2 separate regions of the Mus musculus genome follow, and region 1 is linked to region 2. Evidence: chromatin contacts called from public Hi-C data. All regions are on one chromosome and are shown on one strand. Each heading gives the region's core, a stretch centred on a gene start, on an enhancer-like site or on the middle of the called end of the contact. The rest is flanking DNA. Distances are from core to core; before and after follow the strand shown.

What was found. A called contact is a pair of places that touch in the nucleus more often than the background predicts.
Region 1: a Hi-C map of uterus shows a contact between it and region 2, with 5 times the contacts expected there. The contact joins two enhancer-like sites. A contact is called at or near these places in 9 of 39 promoter capture datasets (the C10 cell line, cranial neural crest, frontonasal cranial neural crest and 4 more), 40 of 484 Hi-C or Micro-C datasets (B cells, CD4 T cells, the P5424 cell line and 23 more) and 4 of 115 datasets of contacts at active chromatin or transcription factors (embryonic stem cells, hepatocytes and stem cell-derived neural progenitor cells).

What each region holds. Positions count from the first base shown.
Region 1 is chr4:35,175,390-35,180,831 of GRCm38.p6, reverse strand. No RefSeq gene overlaps it. Among named protein-coding and RNA genes, the nearest start is that of Mob3b, 21 kb to the right of the region's middle. Within about 2 kb of position 2,706, at least 11 of the 459 cell types and tissues checked have an H3K27ac peak or open chromatin away from gene starts, as enhancers often do. A contact at or near this core is called in uterus, where this site is marked.
Region 2 is chr4:34,963,074-34,968,697 of GRCm38.p6, reverse strand. All of the region lies in intron 3 of Mob3b (MOB kinase activator 3B), which reads left to right. Among named protein-coding and RNA genes, the nearest start is that of Gm33620, 26 kb to the left of the region's middle. Within about 2 kb of position 4,212, at least 9 of the 459 cell types and tissues checked have an H3K27ac peak or open chromatin away from gene starts, as enhancers often do. A contact at or near this core is called in uterus, where this site is marked.

The DNA of each region.
Region 1 (5,442 bases), core at 1,457-3,956, 210 kb before region 2:
TCGAAGAAGAAGGCCCAAAACAGGGCCTCTCTCAGAAGCTGTGTTGCTTTGGCAGTTCCCAGAAGCTGTCAGCTTCTGTGGTGCAGACTCTCACCTGTGCAGACTAAAATCCTAAGTTCCAGGGAGTCCTGGAACCAAGATGGTGACCGCTGCTCCTGAGGCTGAGGCCGTCTCCCGAGCCAGGCGGACACCTGTCCTCTGGTCCGGATGGTGGCCGGTTGTCTGCGGCCCGCCCAGGCTGCTGCCTCAGCGGCTCTGTGCTTCTGCCCGTCCCAGAAGCTGTCCGGTTCTCTGGCGCACCCTCTAACCTGTTCAGACTAATTTCCTAAGTTCTGCTGAGTCCCGGAACCAAGATGGCGACCGCTGCTGCTGAGGCTGAGGCCACCTCCCAAGCCAGGCGGACACCTGTCCCCAAAGCAACTCTTATAAAGGACAACATTTAATTGGGGCTGACTTATAGTTTCAGAGTTTCAGCCCATTATCATCATGGCAGGAAGCACGGCAGCATGCAAATAGACATAGTGCTGGAGAAGGAGCTGAGAGTTCTATATCATGATCCACAGGCAGCAGAAGGAGACCATGTCAACACTGGGCATAACTTGAGCATATATGAAACCTCAAAACCCACCTCCACAATGACATTGTTCTCCAACAAGGCCATGCCTCCTAATAGTGCCACTCCCTATGCCCAAGCATTCAAACACGTGAGTCTATAAGGACCATTCCTATTCAAGCCACCACATGTGACTACAGAGAAATTCAATTATAAATCAATTGTTAATATTGGGAAAACCTCAAAAGCCTAGAAGTGAGATAGCACTTTGAAAAGGTGACATATGGGGATGCAGAAGTGGCTCAGAGTTAAGATCTCTTGCTACTCCTGCAAAAGACTGAAGTCTGGCTATCAGCACCCACATCAAACAGTTCCCAACAGCCAGTGCCAGGGGATCTGGTGTCCTCTTTTGACATCAGTGGGCTCATGTACGCGTACACACACACACACACACACACACACACACACACGCTAAAAATAAATCTTAAAAAAAGAATCTATAAATTGCTTATGTCTTAGGGCAAGAGGAAATTGACTGAAGAACAGAAATGGAGACCTCAGAACATTCTGGAATGATTTTTATGAAGAGTGGAATACACTCTGCCTGTGGTGCTTCCCTACCCTCTAGCCCATTCTTCATTGATAATAACATGTCCTTCTAATATTGTGTAATTGCCTATTCTGCTTAATGGCTCTCTATCATGTAAAGACTAAGTCCAAAATCTTAGCAACACAGTATGGGTTTACCCCTCTAGCCTTGCTCCCCAGGTCACTAGAACATATTCCTTTTATCACACAATCTTTTATTACACGATTTCTTTGCTTGTTCATTTCCCCACATATGCTAGGCAATAGGATCTATACTTTGCAGTTTCTGTATTCTAGTGCCTCGCATGGGGCTAGGCACAGAGTACATTTCCAGTGAACAGTACTTGAGTGGATATAATAATTGTAATCAGCATTTTCTTTCTCTAAAAAACAACAACAACAACAAAAACCTCTCCTTCAAATTGAGGAAATTGCTCTCTTTATGTAATCAGAGATTTCCCCCACCCCAGAAAATCCTTCATTGAATTTAAGACTATACAAAACCTAACTCTAAAATTTCAAAGATCTTAAGCAGCGATTTTAATCTTTCGGAAGTAGTAATCCCCTATCATTTTCTGGGTTGCATTTGTACCTTACTATCTCATCTCTTGCTGAAATGTGCTTTTAAGATTTATTAATTAGTTGATAAATTGCTAAGCACATTTCGTCGGGCCAATTAAAGACAATGGAAGTATTCATCTATGGTGTGTGGACTTTGAAGAAATCTGATCCAGTATTTAGAAAATTGTTCCTGAACTCGGAGTTGGCTCAAACTGGCACCTTCTGGCATTTGCTTGTGGGTGGGGAATGTGGAATGCTTTGAAAGCTGGATGGGTTTGTCAAGTTTTAAAATTCCCTATGGCTAAAAGAAAACAACATTCATTGTTTAAAACCACCATTGCTTGTTTTTTCTCCTTTTCTAATCTTTAGAGCCTGAAACTGCAAAAAACACAGCATACTTTATTTTCTTCTTGTACCTCTCCTAGGACTTTTCTAGAGACAAAGTGGAGTAGAAGACTTTGTGTCGCGCTTCTTGAGAATACCAGAACAAATGGGGAAAGACATCTTTGATGTTAATACGGAGTTATATGAAGTGGTAGATTTCTGTGTGTCATGCCAGGCAAATAGAACTGTTGAGTGTAGGGGTCCTCGAAACCAGACTTTCAAGCTGCTCTGCTTCCTCAGGGAGTGACCTTGGCCAAAAAATCCGTGCTATATCCTATTTCTGTACTGATACGCGACGCAAGCCTGCATCATAGGGCTGCTTGAAGATTAAGTGCTCTAATGAACATGAATGCCTGAAGGCAACTGATGCAGAAAGTCAGTGCTCTGTAAAATTGTGTTCACAAGCAGCTGTCATCATCACCGTTATGGTCATTAAGTGATTTAATGTAGAGTTCCTATTTCTGATAATTAAATCATAGCAAGTCTTCCCCCTTGATTCTACATGATACATACATGATACATACACCCTCAGTAGCAAGATTATCTTGCTAGCCTGACCCACCACTGCCTCACTGCACAGTGCAGAGCATTTCCTTAGGTAAAAGTCACTGGAAAAGAATGTGTTGGGTAGTCTGCAGAGATCTCCTGTTTCTCAGCTATGTTTACGCTACTCCATGGCGGGGTCCCTGCAAGCACTGGTGCCAGGAAAACCGCCCGTGTGAGGAAAGGAGAAAACCTGCTTCAACACAACTCAGTTGCTGGTGTGGAGTCACACTTCTAGAGGCTGACATCAGGTGGTTTCGTTTAGGCATATTTAAATCGCAGTACAGTTCCGGTGACAACTCACTCATCCCATGTGCACAACACTTAAGACATGACAACACCTAAACTCTTTTCAAAGTACAATGTGACCTCTTCTATAAAGATGAGTTCTATAGATTGACTACATTTGTTATCTTAATGGCCTAGGGGAGGATCTTTTGTGGTTTCAGTCATAATGATGAGCACAGAGGTCATTCAGGCTATCAACTACCTACAGTCCTGCTTGGGGGAGCTTGGGGGAGCCCATGGTCATACAGCAAGCACAGAAATCGCCTAGGTTATTAAATATATCTCATTCTGCTTGGGGGAGCCTAAGAGAGCCCTTGGTCATACAGATAGCACAAGGATTGTCTAAGCTATTAGCCAGCTCCATTCCCAGCCTTCTGGACAAAAAACCAAAAAGATTATGTATCTCTTCCACTGAAGAGATAATTCTGGGTGTTTAACATTACTGTTTTCCCTAGTGCTTATCTGTGAGCACAGGACTTTCGTGGTCCCAACACTTCATCTCTCCTGCCAGTGCTGGGCTCTCTGACATTTTTCATTTTCAGTAACTTGGCAATTTTCTTCCTTTAGGTCATCCTTAATTTCACCTACAACCCACAGTCCATTTATTTTTCCACAGAAGGCAGAGTGACCTTTTTAATAACAACAATAACAACATCTTTCTTATTCTCCTCCATCTCCATCTCCTCCTCCATCTGTCTCCTCCTTCTCTTCCTCTTTCTTTCTTCTTCTCCATCTTCTTCTCCTTCTCCTTCTTCATACTATGTGTGTGTGAGAGAGAGAGAGACAAAGACAGAGAGAGACAGACAGAGACAGAGAGAGACAGACAGAGACAGAGAGAGATGAATGTAGATGGATATGCACCACAGTGCACTGTGGAGACCAGAGGACCACTTTTATAAGTTCCTTCTCTCTTTCCATCATGTTGAGGCAGGTTCTGCCGGGCTGTGGGCTGCATGTTCCAGGTTAGCTCACTCACTCAAAAGATTCCAGATAATATCCATGTCTCTGCCTCTTGTGTTGTGGTAGAAAAACAGACATTACAGATGCAAGCAATTGCATCTGGCTTTTTTCCCCCAGGTTCTGAGGCTCAAATCAGGTCATCAGTCTTGCAAGGCAAGGACTTTATCTACTGTGGGTTGTTGTTGTTGTTGTTGTTGTTTATTTTGTTTTTGTTTTTCAGAGCCAGAATATGTTTTATAGAGTGAGGTATGGTGTGGTGGGAGGGGGTACCTCAGCAGGTCCATGCTGAGGCATCCCTCTCCCGAGGTACAAGCCATATAATGGGTCTAGTAGAGAACAGAGTTTACTTAGGAGAATGGGAAGGGGAGTTGAGAAAGGAATAGAGGCAGAGAGGGAGGGGAGGGGAGGGGAGGGGAGGGGAGGGGAGGGGAGGGGAGGGGAGGGGAGGGGAGGGGAGGGGAGGGGAGGGGAGGGGAGGGGAGGGGAGGGGAAGGGAAGGGAGGGCAGCGGAGGGCAGGGGAGGGCAGGGGAGGGCAGGGGAGGGGAGGGGGAGTCAGGGGAGAGGAGGAGGCCAGCCAAGAACACTTAGAGAGAGAGAAAGAGAGAGAGAGAGAGAGAAAGGAGGAGGAGGAGGAAGGAAAAAGCCTGTTAAGAATGCTTGGAGAGGGGCTGGTGAGATGGCTCAGTGGGTAAGAGCACCCGACTGCTCTTCCGAAGGTCCAGAGTTCAAATCCCAGCAACCACATGGTGGCTCACAACCATCTGTAACATGATCTGACTCCCTCTTCTGGTGTGTCTGAAGACAGCTACAGTGTACTTACATATAATAATAAATAAATCTTAAAAAAAAAAAAAAAAAAAAAAAAAAAAAAAGAATAAGAATGCTTGGAGAGCCGGGCAGTGGTGGCGCACGCCTTTAATCTCAGCACTTGGGAGACAGAGGCAGGTGGATTTCTGAATTCGAGGCCAGCCTGGTCTACAAAGTGAGTTCCAGGATAGCCAGGGTTATACAGAGAAACCCTGTCTCAAAAAAACACACACACACAAAAAAAAGCCCAACCCCAAGAATGCTTGGAGAGAAAAGGGGGAGGGAAAGGGAGATAGGGAGAAAGGGTCAGAGAGTCAGAGAGAGAAAGGAGGTAGAGAGAGCCAGGAGGGGCCAAACAGTCCCTTTCATAGCAAACCAGGCCTACCTGGCTTGGGCGGAGCCTAACAGGAATGCCAAAAGAGTGAGTCAGCCCTCAGGCCTTAGGATAATCTTTCTAATAGAAAACACTGATCTCTTCATTCACATGGTTTAAGGAGAAAAAAAAAAAAAAAAAACTCTCAGTGACAAAAGTTGACCTTGATAAAGTCCACGATGCATAATGCATGCATTTTGGAATCTGGGCCATGGAACCCTGCTAACTGTCTGTACCTTTCCCCCAATTCACTCACCCTGTCCGCATGCTGCTGCTCCTCCCTGGGGTAGCACACCTACGTGCATGTCCCTTGCTCATCAGAACTGACCTTAAGTGAATCTTCCAGGGCCTCCCTCACATTGGATGTAGAACATTCTAGACTGT
Region 2 (5,624 bases), core at 2,963-5,462:
TCTAACTCCAGTTTCAGCATCTGGCCTCCAAGGACCACACACACACACACACACACACACACACACACGTGCACGCGCGTGCAGAGAGAGAGAGAAAGAGACTGCATTTACATTTACATGAACATAGGCAAAGTACTTTCATATATACAGGAAAAATAAATCTTTAAAAATTTGAATTTCGGGCTGGTGAGATGGCTCAGCGGTTAAGAGCACTGACTGCTCTTCCAAAGGTTCTGAGTTCAAATCCCAGCAACCACATGGTGGCTCACAACCATCCGTAATGAGATCTGATGCCCTCTTCTGGTGTATCTGAAGACAACTACAGTGTACTTACATATAATAAATAAATAAATCTTTTTAAAATTTTTGAATTTCATAAAATAATCACATTGTGAAGTTCTGTATTTTTTTCACTATTTGAAGACGTCGCATTCTTAGATTGTAGCCCATATAAAATCAGGCATAGGGTGGATTTGGGCCACATATTGTATTCTTCTGGTCCCCGATGTAGACAGAAAACAGGTTTCCAAGGCCTGTCCACAATATGTGAATGATCTGGGTTTAAAATCTTGCTCTGCCAAGTATTAGCCATGTAACCTCAGACAAGACACTAGCCTTTACAAGCTCAGCTTCTCTATAAAAATAGCTCAGCAGCCACCCACAGAGAAGAGAGTCAGTGCCCAAAGAGTAGGCAAAATGGTGACTGGATCCAAAGGTCCCCAGGGCAGAGACTGCTCCGTGGTTAAAGCCCTTGCTGTTCAAGTGTGAAGACCACAGTTCAAATCCAGTACCCACTTAAAGTTGGGGTGGGCATGGCAGCCAGCTGTAATCCCAGCACACAGGAGGCAGAGGTGGAAACGGGACCTCCAGAGCTGGCTATTCACTCTAACCAAAACTGTAGGCTCTGGGTAAATGAATGAGGGAACTTAGGCATGCGCACATGTGCAAAACGTGGGTGCACACACACCAACACACCACACATACAGACATACGAAAAAGGCTCCCAAAATAAACCAAAAGATACAGTTCTGTGGGACCGTGGGACATTGCACAGGGAGTCCCTGACTTGCAGGGACTTTGATTAGGATTTTTGTGACCTTATGGTAGAAAGCATACTTGGAATTTTGAGGTTTGTTCTTCCTCCACGCTGGTGACAGGATATTCTCTTTTGAGGCTAGGCAGCAGAGGGAGCCTCAACTCTGTCCAGGCTCATGTGTGCTTCTGTGCATGCATGTAGCAGTGCACAAATCCCTTCCTCTGCAAAGCGCTGTGCTGCTAGCCCAGATGTTCAGTAGGTCAGGTGTGTGAAGTGGATTTTCACCATGTTTATGGATTAGGATGGGTTTGCTGGGAGCTAATCCCACTGCAAACTGAGAAGTATATGAAGGTCATGTTTTATTAAAATGGAGGTTTTCGGTTTGTTTTGGAATCCTTACTCAATCTAAACAGCACTGTTCCTGCCAAAGAGAAGGGCCTACTAAGAGACTGCAAACTCCCCAAATTACAAGCTCATCAAGGAAGAGACCCCTCCTCCACATTTCACCAGGCACACAATACAGGTCTTATTAAGTGGTGGCAGACTCATCTCGTGATGCATTCAAGGCTGTCTGGCTTCTATGAGAGTCTTTGTTTTTTGTTTTTTGTTTTTTTTTTCCTAAGGGAGGTAAACTCTTCCTTCAGGCACCCATGACCTGAAAGTTCAGAATACTTCCAAAATGACTGATCATGGCTTTTTGAAGGTCATTCAAGTTGAGCCCATTCATTTGAACTATAGCGCTTACAGCGACCCCACAGGGTGAAACCCTGCTTCCAGCCAGTGCCTTTCTGAACGCTGATGGATGGCCAAGGACAGAAACAGAAAGGAGAGTGAGTCATGATGCCCACCCCCAGCTTCCAGGAGCTGGCAGGCTCCACAAGTAAGCTTTGAGCAATGCAGAAATCTGTTTTACTGCTCATATGGCATCTTGAGCCATCTGCAGGAGCCAGTCCAGCTGGGGGCATCTTGAGCCGTCTGCAAGAGCCAGTCCAGCCATGTAAGTGAAGGCAGGCTGTGGGAAGAGGACGCTTGGCTTGTGGCAGACACCAGGCTGTTGTGTTCATTTTTCCTGGGAAGAGGAAAACAAATAAGCAATTACCCTAGAAGGAAGCCAATGACAGACCAAAGTACTATCTCACCAAAGTCCAGCTGGCCCAGACCAATGAGTGACTGAATTGACTTTCTTACCGAGCACACAAACAGTTGAATCACTGCAAAGTCCCACAACATCAGGGATGACAACTTCGTGGAAACTACCAGGGAGTCCTGCTTTTAGTTAGAAGTATTTCCTGGGTGTAGTGTAGCGCCTCCAAACATCTCCTGTAGCTAGGAGAGTCAGGAAGACCTAGAGTCTGAGGTCAAGGGCTCCTGACCTGAGTAAGTAGCTTCTTTAACGCTATCCAGACCTGTTTTCCACTACGCCCTTCTGTTTTAGTTGCCATGTGTAGTATGTTTGAATGAAAATATCTACCATGGGTCCATGGAAAGTAGCACTATTAGGAGGTATGGCATTGTTGGAAGAAGTGTGTCACTGGTTTTAGGTTTCGGTGCCCAGTGTCACTCTTTCATCCTGCTCTCTGCTGATTCGGGTGTTGAACCCTCAATGCCTTCTCCTGTGCCATGTCTGCCTTCATGCCACCAAGATGACAATGAGCTAAAGCCCTGGACGGTAAGCCAGTCCCAGTTAAATGTTTTCCTTCATAAGAGTTCCCTTGGCCCTGGTGTTTCTTCACAGCAATGAAACCCTAACTAAGAAGATGGCCTCTTGTTTTGACTGGAGGACTAAAGACCATACAACAGCGACCTTTAGGGAAACTCTAAGGAAACTGAGCAGACAGAAATGGGAATGGGAGAGAACAATAAGGGAAAGCCACAGCAGGCAGCTTCTATGTTATGCTGGGTCACAGGTAGCATTGCTTAGAGCAAAGATGGTGTCTGTCCACTGTCCCGTCCTGGTCAGGAAGTAATAGCACCTCAGCCAGATGAGTTAGCAGGGGGAGAGCAGGGTAGGTGACTCTGCAGAGAAAGTCACAATGCTAGAAAGAATACTGTGGTCAATCAGGGTGCTTCAGGGGTCTGTGGGGCTCTTGAGAACTCTGGTGATACCAGAGTACTGGTTACTCATTTTACTGCTGTGACAAAATACCAAACAAAGGTGACATAAGGAAAGACGTGTTCGTGGGCGCAGTCCATCGTATAGCAGAGTACGTCAACAGGGGTCCGAGGCAGCTGGGCACCCTGTAGTCACCTTCAGTGAGGAAGGAGTGTAATGAATGGAGCGCCTGCTGCACTGGTGTGCTTTTTATTCTGTCTAAGACCCCAACATGGGATGGTGCTCCTCACAGCTCAGGTGGGTCTTCCTACGAGAGTTAACCTAATCTGGATAATCTCTCAAAGGCATAGCCAGAAGCTAATCCACTCTAGATAAGTCTGACCTAATCTAGATCGTTTCTCACAGGCATGCTGCCCAGAGCCCCGTTTGTCTCCCACATGGTTCGACAACTTGTTTCGTTGGCATAGCAGCCATCACACCCTGGGACCCACGTTCTCCTGAAAGGAGGCATGCAGCCATGTGTTGATAACCCCACGGGTTCAGTACGAGGACTTCAGACATCCGCAGCTCTCCCTTTTCTGTCAATCAGTGTAAACCGAGGGCTGGTTGTGTTTACATAAAGCAACTTCTTTTTTTATGTTTGTAGAGCTTGGGGAAAGAAAAGCAGTTTGATTTTTGTATAGGTTATGAATAACTCTTCTCAGTGGGTGGCAGGAATATGTGTTTATCTGCCCATACTTAATGGCTGTATGGATTTGAGGGCCTGCATGTATGTGTCCATGCTCAGACCCACCTTTGCATAGAGGAAACACCCTCTGTCTAAGTAATGTGGGCGGCTAGGAACAAAATTAATCAAATAAATATTGTTCTTTCCGGTCAGGGAGCTCTGGCCCGCTACATTGCTATTTTTACTTCGTTTGGCTCATCCACCACCCACATCCCTAAAAGGCACCAAAAAGGACATTTTTTAATTCTTCTGCACTAGCTGGACCTCATCCATACTTATGAGGGTTTGGGGGGACTTTTTGTTTCGTTGTGTTTTGTTTTAAGTTTTATAGTCTGACTGCTCTCCTGCCTTATTCAACAATCTCAGACTTTGGAATGCTCCCGAGAGAGAGAGGGAAGCAGCCCTAGCTTCGAGGCTCTGGGGAGCAGTCCCACCCTGTGGCTAGCGCAGATGCAGTGTGGCCACTGAGTCAGGCTCTGCTGAGAGCACATGCTGATTGGAGATACAGAAGGCTGGATGCCTGGGGACGTAGCTGATGGACCCCTTGAGGAAGACAGACTTAAAGATTTCAGACTTGCTGTCCTGATGACCATGTACGTGACTATGCCAAGATGTTGACCCTCGGTTCCCTCTGCAGAGTGAGGAGACCACACACAGTGGCATCGTTCCAGAGGCCGCACAGTGCAGTGTCTGGCACACAGGGGAAGATAGATGTGCCCGGGGCGGACACGAGATGCTCGCTGTGTTGTTTTGCCATCACTCCTTCCTTCTGACCGCTGCTTCATTCGCCACCCACCAGTCTACCACGTGTTATCTGTGCAGATGTGTAGATAGACATTTGACATGCACAGTGACCGTCATCAGCTTCCTACTGACTTCTCCACCCCTCACCCCCTCCAAGTTCTCGTTAAATGGGCCCAGTTGCATTATAAAAATCTCATGCAAAATGTTTAGGCCCTATAATCTGGTATTACTTGCCGGTCAGTTTGGCCACAATTGAACAGAGTCTTCCTGGCAGAAAGCGTGCCTGTCTGAGGGCCAGGAGGAAGGTCCCTCAGCTTGGAGGGGAGAATGACATAAATTCATAAAAGAGTTTCTGACGTTCATCTCTCACGCCATTATCATGAAAACAGCCAGGTATGCCTCCCCCTGCACAGTGGACAAGCAAATTCCATGTGATGTGTTTACATAAAGATAAAGTGGCATAAGATATGTTCTATGGGGGGTGTGGTGAGTTGTGGAGGAGAAGGAGTGTCTCAGCAGGCCCATGCCAAGGCATCCCTTACCCCTGAGGGACCAGCCACACGATGGTGTGGTATAGAACAGAATTAATTCAGGGCATGGGGAGGGGAGTTAAGAGGGTAGTAGAGACAGAGAAAGACAGAGAGCGGGAGAGAGTAGAGAAGTAGAGGCCAGCCATGGCCACATGGAGAGAGAGAAGGGAATGGGGAGAGAGGGGGAGCAAGAGGGAACAAGAGAGTGTGGCACGAGAGAGAGGAGGGGCCAAGCAGCCCCTTTTAGAGTGGGTCAGGCCTACCTGGCTGTTGCCAGGCAACTGGGGTGGAGCTTAGACAGAATGCTAACACCATAGACTTGTTCAGAGCAGTGGAGTGGGAATTGCCAAGGGCTTTTGCCCAAGGACCAACATTATCTCCCCTGGTCGACATAGCTATTTGGATTCTAGAAAGTGACCAGAGAAATCCTCACCACAGGCAAGGGAGGCTAGCCTCCTTTGGAGAGCTGTGGTCCCTCCGCCAGGCCTCTGCCTGCATCAAGGCTGGATGGGAGTTGACTTGGCTCCTGCATCC